2 separate regions of the Sus scrofa genome follow, and region 2 is linked to region 1. A link is a contact called in public Hi-C data. All regions are on one chromosome and are shown on one strand. Each heading gives the region's core, a stretch centred on a gene start, on an enhancer-like site or on the middle of the called end of the contact. The rest is flanking DNA. Distances are from core to core; before and after follow the strand shown.

What was found. Hi-C and Micro-C count contacts between places; a contact is called where the count stands out from the background.
Region 2: a Hi-C map of skeletal muscle shows a contact between it and region 1, with 3 times the contacts expected there. The contact joins the promoter of PRR16 here to the enhancer-like site in region 1. A contact is called at or near these places in 1 of 5 promoter capture datasets (liver) and 11 of 47 Hi-C or Micro-C datasets (alveolar macrophages, embryonic fibroblasts, fetal heart ventricle and 4 more).

The regions. Positions count from the first base shown.
Region 1 is chr2:123,708,822-123,712,836 of Sscrofa11.1, forward strand. No RefSeq gene overlaps it. Among named protein-coding and RNA genes, the nearest start is that of HSD17B4, 400 kb to the left of the region's middle. Within about 2 kb of position 2,105, at least 2 of the 83 cell types and tissues checked have an H3K27ac peak or open chromatin away from gene starts, as enhancers often do.
Region 2 is chr2:124,197,292-124,201,306 of Sscrofa11.1, forward strand. PRR16 (protein Largen) reads left to right here and starts at 2,084. Exons shown (of 3, transcript XM_021084676.1): 1 at 2,084-2,601. The coding sequence starts at 2,443.

The DNA of each region.
Region 1 (4,015 bases), core at 855-3,354:
ATTCCCCAAGGCAACAGCTCTTATTGTTTGTTAGTTTTTTAAACTCTGCATTACCAGTTGAAACCTGATTGTGCGAGGCATTGTAATTGCAGTTAGCCTTGATTTGCTTAGATCTCAGAATTTTTAGCATATGTAAAACATTAATGTTCACACCAGACTTTCAAAAGATGTACCTCAATAAAAAGGAAAATATTTTCCCCTATCAATTTATTATATACAAATTATCTAGAGATGATAACATTTAGTACAAGTAGACAAGGTAGTTCCTGATTGATTTCTTGCACAAGAGGAGAAAATCAGTGTCCTGTTGCATCATTAACCTGATTCTTAATGAGTAATTTCTCTTGATATTTTAAATATAATGCCTCTAAGTGAATCTGGACATGAAAAGTATGTACTACTGCAGTAATTTTCAGGTTAATTCAAAATACCACCTTGGATAACAGTATGCAGTGTTGCTAACTAGAGTAATATTTAAAGCATCTCACTTGATAAATGGATTCTCACAGACATTTGTCCATGGCCCTCTTTCTAAGAATTTCCTCCTGACTGTTGCAACTAGAATGGTGTCTTGTTCCAATGACATTGACTTCACCTTCTCTATTTTCCAGGCTGTGATTCTAGATTCAATATATTCCATATCACTGCTTTCCAATAACAGTGTTTTCATCCTCAGTTGCCTCTTGCCCATAATTTGGTATTATGAACTGAAGTTTGGCACTTGCCATCAACCTCTCCATGGGTTAAATTACAAAGCACTGCAGTTGCCGGCCTGCAGCATTTAAGTGGTACCCTGCATGGAGATCAAGAGTGAGGCACTCTGTGCTTTGGGAAAACTGGAAGAACAGGTCTTCAGATAGATTATTTTTAGGAGAAGATTTTATGTGCCCAATTCTTGCATTTTCTCATATTTAGAAAAACACTAAAATCCTTCATGGTGATATCTGCTCCTTGTGACTAGTAGTAACCTTCCTGAGATCAGCAGCAAACTTTTGTAAAAAGTGTGCATGGCTGCCTGTACCTCCCCCTTGCCTTTATCTTATCCTGATATCCCCTCCTTCCTCTTTGTGGTATTTCAGGTAGCTCAGGGGTGAGAGGTGGTGAGCCCTGCAGGCTGTGAAAACTCCAGATGCTGGCCCTGATAGCAGAGGTGCATATCAAAGGAATGACTTCGGTGAGCCCAGACCTCTTGTTCCTGCTACTCTCCCTTTGTTGTAAAAATTCCTACATTTCCTGGCTCCTCCCTCACCTCCTCAGAGCTGTTTCTCAAGGCTACCTGAGATGCTGTCTCCTGGGCTTAAATCCTATTTTGTCCCCAAAAAAACTAACTTTCAGGTTGTGCATTTTTTTTTTTTTTTTAAGTCAGCAGTATATTTCTCCAAAGTGCTATCATGGCAAAGCTGATTTTTACTTTTATAAAGCCTGGTTCTCTCCTCTTGTGGTCTGATAGATGTGCTATATATAGTTTTGCTTCTTGAATATAGCTGAGTGAGTGTGTCCCTGGCTCTACCTAAAGGCCCCTTAATATGAGATTATGATGTTTGAAGAAAGTGGTTTTTCAAAGGATGTTGGTTAACTCTTGAATCCATTCTGGGCTCCCAATTTTTTTTTTTATGTTTTCAATTTTATTTCATTATATCGAATCTCTAATTATTCCTTTCCAAATTAGTAAGGTAATATCATTTATTTATCAATAAAGTCAAATGTTGGAGTTCTCCTATGGTGCAGTGGGTTAGGGATCAAGCATTGTCACTGCAGAGCTGCTGCTGTGTCAGGAGTTCTATTCATAGCCCAGGAATTTCTGCATGCTGTGGGCATAGCCAAAAAAAAAAAAAAAGAAATGAAGATCAAATATTGATGAAATCAGTAAGATAAAAGATAAAACAGTAAAATTTTAATTCCCTGAGATAATTCCCTTTAATGGATATTTTTTATGCACAATTTATATGTATTAAGTGACATATTGACACCAAAACTGCTAGTGGAACCTAAGTATAAAGCAAATTTTTTCTCTCAGAGCCCTTTAATTTGGTCAGTGTGATTAGTTTTTTTTCCCCTGGGTGGAAATTTAGAAAATTTCACAAACTTTGGTGCTATTTTAAGAGAAGAAGATCAGTCTAGATTCAGAACATCCAAATCTGTATAATAGTCAATAACTCAGTATTCATTCAGAGTTAGATGTCACCCCCTCCGCCCCTCAGCTAAGATTCAGTGAGGGTAAGTAAGCCCAGAAAGATCTGGAGAATGGTGGGTACTGCCAGTTTTTTCTGTTTGTCATGAACACCTTCCTGCATTCTTTGTTTATAGTTTCTGATACTGATCCATTTCCAGTTTTGTTCGTGTGATGGGGAAAGTGGGGAAGTTAAAGAGAGTGAGAATAGCCATACTTAATTACAGTAGTAAGCTAGCTTCACTTATATAGAAATATTTTTCCAGGGGTACTTTGTGAATTCTTCACTGTCTCTGCATCCCCATAGCTGAGTGTTGGGTGACATATTTCTATACATTTTATGAGCAGAAACACTGACTGCCCTTGTTCTGAACATATTTTTGTTTCTGGATATTATATTTGCATAGCAAACAACCTTGGAAGATAGAGATAATTTTTTTCTAAGAGCAAAGGACATTATTAAGAAAGTGGGTTCCCTACATTTAGGGACCTATTCAGGGTTGGGTATGGATGTATCCCTTCCACTATAAAATTGGTTTTTCAATCCCCTGATATTATGGCTCAATAGAATTGACATGATAAGCACCTCAGAGACATAACTGGTTCATGAATCGTGGTCAAGGACTTAATTTCTACCAGAACAACCAGAGTTGTTCTCTAATAAGGAGGGTACTTCTGTGCTCCAGAAACCTGAAGTAGAGTATACACTTCACATAAGGATATTGAACTGTGCCAGCAGCCCCTCTTTTCTCTGCTGAATTTTCTTTGTGGCTTTGTCAAAAATCATTTGACTGTGTGTTGGAGGGAGGCTGTTCTGAACTCCACTTTGTTCTGTTGATCTATTATCTCTACATCAATACCACACTATATTGATTACTGTCACTCTTACCATATGATAAGTTGTGAAATAAGACAAAATATGATAGCAACATGGATGGACTTAGAAATTATCATGCTAAGTGAAGTCAGCCAGACAATGAGACACCAACATCAAATGCTTTCAGTGACATGTGGAACCTGAAAAAAAGGACAGAATTAACTTCTTTGCAGAACAGATACTGACTCACAGACTTTGAAAAACTTATGGTCTCCAAAGGAGACAGTTTGGGGGGTGGGGGATGTGCTGGGGTTGTGGGATGGAAATCCTATAAAATTGGGTTGTGATGATCATTGTACAACTACAAAGGTAATAAATTCATTGGGTAATAAAAATAAAGTAAAAATAAAAAAAAGAATATGAAAATCAATTTTCTTCTCCCCTTTTAAAGTTGTTTAAGCTATTTTAGGTCTTTCATGGTTATATAAATTTTAGGATCACCTTGTCAATTTTGACAAAAATATATGCTGATATTTTTTAATGGAGCTGTGTTGATCAATATGGAAAAAAGTAACAATTTAACAATATTTAGTGTTTTTTATCCATCAACACATCTTTCCATTTATTTAGAACTTTAATTTCTCTCAGCAATATTTTATATTTTTCAGGAAATAAATCTTGCACATCTTGCAGATCTTTGGATCTTTTTGCACATCCACAGATTGGGTCTTAGGTATTTCATATTTTCAATTCCATCATAAATTGCTTTTATAACTTCAATTTCTGATTGGTCATTGTTAGAAGAAATTAATAAAAGTGGTTTTTCTGCATTGATCTTGTATCTGACACCATTGCTAAATTCTCTCATTAATTCTACTGATACTTGTTGATTCCAAGAAATTTGTACTTAGATAATCATAATATTTGCAAAACAGTTTTACTTCTTCCTTTCCTATGATTCTTGTGATTGTGTGTATGTAATATACTTTTTCTCTTTAAGCTTTTTTTAATTGGTTTTCATAAATTTC
Region 2 (4,015 bases), core at 834-3,333, 490 kb after region 1:
AATAATTATGATTCAGTTTTGAGCTGGAATAGTCTGGCTCATTAGAAGCAATGGATATGGTAGAACAGAATTTTTTTAAATCTTTGGTGCAGGAGATTCAGAGTAGCATGGAAATACTCTTATAATTGTAAGAGGAGTCTTTTATCATTGGAAGAAAAACATCACTTTTCCTCTTTTCTAATATTCTTGCCTAAAATCATTATACTTTTGAGTTTTTGAGCCTTCTCCAATCACTTGCCTACTACTGAGACTCAAAAACTCAAATATAGTGGAGCAGTACTTTTTTTTTTCTTTCACATCCTCTCCTTCCACTTCTCAACACTTACCTTTATTCAGAGATGAAATAAGAGTATAATTAAATGTGAGGAATTTTCAGTGGGGGAGAGTTTGTAAGTCTTATTATATTGTCTTTATCTTTACATCTTATTTTTTATTTTTTTATTTTGATATTCTGTCCTTTTAGGGCCACGCCTGTAGCATAGGGAAGTTTCCAGGCTAGGAGTCTAATCCGGGCTGCAGCTGTTGACCTACATCATAGCCACAGCAACTTGGGACCTGAGCTGCGTCTGATACCTACAGCACAGTTCATGGCAACACTGGATCCTTAGCCCAGTGAGTGAGGCAGGATCGAACCAGCATCCTCATGGATCCAAGTAGTGTTTTTAACCTGCTGAGCCACAAGGGGAACTCTCTTTTACATCTTTATAAAATAGAGAGGAACCTGCAGAGACAAGGGGAATTAAAATATATGTATATTCCCTCTACCTTAGAGAAATCAAGTACATTACTTATTTAATACTTCTAATGATTTCATCTCTTTTCAATTTGCTTAGTGCATACTGGTTCCTTTATTCTTATTTTAATTCTCCTCCAGCAGCCTCTGCTTTCTACCTTTTTTTCTTTTTCCTCTAATTTTTCGTTGCTGTTGTTTTGACACCAGTTCTAAACTGCTGTTTTTCTTCTGTTTTCTCTTTCTTCATCCATATTTCAAATATGAATTTCAAGGATTTTATCAAGGTGAATTATTCAGGATGAAGAAAGTGAATATGCGGGCTTTAAGGAACTAGGAAGAGGAGAACTGCCAAGACTTTCTTCATGTTGGAACCTGGGGTGTGAGAAGCAAGAAGCAGAGAGCCCTGCTAAGGCATGACCAAATGGGAAGCTTATTAAAATAATGATCTTGAGTAGGGTGCACCGAAAGAAAAAACATAGATCCAGCTTGCCAGGTCAGTAGCTAATAACCCATGGATTTGCTACTAAGAAAATTAAACCTTTAACTAATGAGAATCGTAGCCACCTATTGAGAATTAAACCACGGAAAGCTTCCTATTAACTTCCCTCCCTTGGTCATTTTGACAGAAAGGTCAGAAAGTTTTTTCCTGTTTAGCAGCAAAAGACTTGAAATGGATGCAAAAAAAAAAAAAAACGTTGGAAACAAACTCTTTTTACTCAGCTCTCACAGGAGGAGATCCAATGTATCTCCCCCAGTACCCAAAACAGACATCAGCATAGGTCATGAAAAGAGGAAGGACAGCTAGGAAAAAAAAAAAAAAAAAAAAAAAAAGCTGTCCCAGTTAAGTGCAGCCAAGATGACTCAGACAGCCTCCCAGGGGATTTTTGGTGTGAGGACTTCCAATTAATAAATCCGGTATTAGCTTTGTGGAATCAGCAGGATTGCTTAAGATACCTCTTTCAAGAACATTGGTTAGATATGACTCCAGGGGGTGAGGGGTCGCTTTTAATCCACTTTTTTTTTTTTTCTTTTTTTCCTGCACAAGTTAAGAACACCTGCGTTTAACTCCTAGGTGAGTAGGAGAACACCTGGAGGCCTTCACGACATACTTTGGTCCTGGATAAAAATTTAGGGTCGCTTTAACAACCCTAATCTGATCCTACTGCTTATGATTAGGAAGCTGGTGGGGATCCAGGTCTCTGCTGGGAGGGGGAAGCGGAAGGAATCCAAGCTAGATGTGAGAAGACCTCCAGCAGGTTGCAATGAGGGCATTTCAGGATCTAGACGAGGGGGTGGGCAGGACACGAATTTGTCTCCCAGCTCCTTGATGCCCAGGTGTTCTGGGAGAGATTCCGGAGGCACATGCCGCCGAGACTGCTGCTGACAGCCCTGGTAAAGGCGGTCCCGCGCCCCTCTCCGCGGGCGGGGAGCGAGTGCGTGTGTGCGCGCGAGAGCGGCGGGAGGAGGCGCAGGCGCGCTGTTCGCCCGTCTGCAGCCCCGCGCCGAACGCCGCGTCTTGGGGAGTTGATGGCAGCACCACAGTGCGGCCGCCCGGCCCAGCGCCGAGCGCAGCCACCCTCCGCTGCCCGAAGAGCGTCCAAGATGTGGGGGGATTGGGGCGGCAGCGGCCGCAGCGGCGCCAGGGACCGGGGCGCGCAGCAGCCTCCGCTCGCCCGCCTGTGCTGACCTGCCTCGCTTGCCCCCAAAGAATGTCAGCCAAGTCCAAAGGGACCCCCGCCTCGTCCTCTCCAGCCGAGGGACCGCCGGCAGCCTCCAAGACCAAGGTGAAGGAACAAATCAAGATCATCGTGGAGGATCTGGAATTAGTCCTGGGCGACCTGAAGGACGTGGCCAAGGAACTTAAGGAGGTGAGAGTCTCAGGGGTGGGGAAGGAGTTCGTCGCCTCTCACCTCCCTCCACCCCCACCCCTCGGCGTTCCCGGTCCCGTTTTCACTGGCAACAGCCAGATTTCCTAACTCCTAGGAAACTATAGAAGGATCCCTGCAGACGGACTTTTCTTTGCTTGGGCGACTCTGAAGAGTTGTTGCACTTTTTTTTTTTTTTTTTTTTTTTTTAAATCAGGAAGAAATCAACTAGTGTTTTAATCGATAGACTTGAGGTGGTGGGAGGGGTGAACCCGCCTGTCTCTTTAGCTGCGTGTGTGTGTGTGTGTGTGTGTGTGTGCCTGGGGAAAGGGCTTAACCGGGGGTGTGTCGACAGAGAAAGAAAGCAGCAGCCGGACAGAGAGTGTGCAAGATGCGCCTCTCTTGCCCTCCTGCTCCCCTGGAGTCCTTTGGCAAGTCGCTCCTTGCCTGGCAGCCTCCCCAAGCCGGGGCTGAAGTGGGGCAGGGTTCCGGGCCCCGGGCCAGGCCCGGGAGGACGGCCTGGGAGAAGCTCGGCTCCAGCTCCTCTCTCTCTCGGCTTCCCGAGCCCTGCTGGAGAAAAGGCGACTCGGGGCTGCTGGCAGGAGAGCCCAGACTTGGGGCTGTGGAAGGGGTCTGGGACTTTCTCACTTTTGCAGTTCCTCAGACGTCCCTTGCTCTCCTCGGATTGTCGCTCTCTGTAACGGGCCTTCCCGCCACCTCACCTCCTTCCATCCTCCTGTCTTGTTGCCAGTTGGCATGGAACCTGGGGCGCAGGGCGCTTTGGTGAGTGCGTGTGTGTGTGTGTGTGTGTGTGTGTGTAGTGTGCCTGCATCGGTGTCTTGCCACTTACGTCCTGGCTTTTGGGAACCAGGACTGTTTTGCTTCTTTTCCGCTCCCCCCTCGCCATCCTCAGTCCACTCTGCCCCCCTGCCCTCACCAGCCTTGATCCGTATAGAAAGAAGCAGAGCCAATGTCGAGGCTGAGGATGCATAACTCAGGCTGCAGCTCCAGGCGGAGGCAAGGGCAGAGTTGGGAGGGGTGGGGTCTTCCGCGAACCTGCCGGTGGTGTCTCAGAGCTGGTGGTAGAGTCCCAGCTCAGTGTTCCACTACTGAATGAGTGCCCGGTGTGGTTCCTGGTTCTCGGTCAGCTCAGCGAGTCCGCGCCCCAGTTGTCTGAGAGCTAACAGTGTAACTTCGAAGGTGGTGGCTGCTATGGGAAGGGAAGAGGTGGGGCGTATCGAGGTCCAAAATTGTAATCCTGTTTCGGAGGCCAAGTGGGAGAGGATTGAGGGTGGTTTGATTGTCTGGAGATTAAGCTCCTCTATCCAGTTTCCAATCCCGATGTGAGAAAAGAAGCTCCCTCTTTCTCGCCTTCTCCCCAATACCTCTGTGAACTCAACTCCGCGTTTGTTACCAA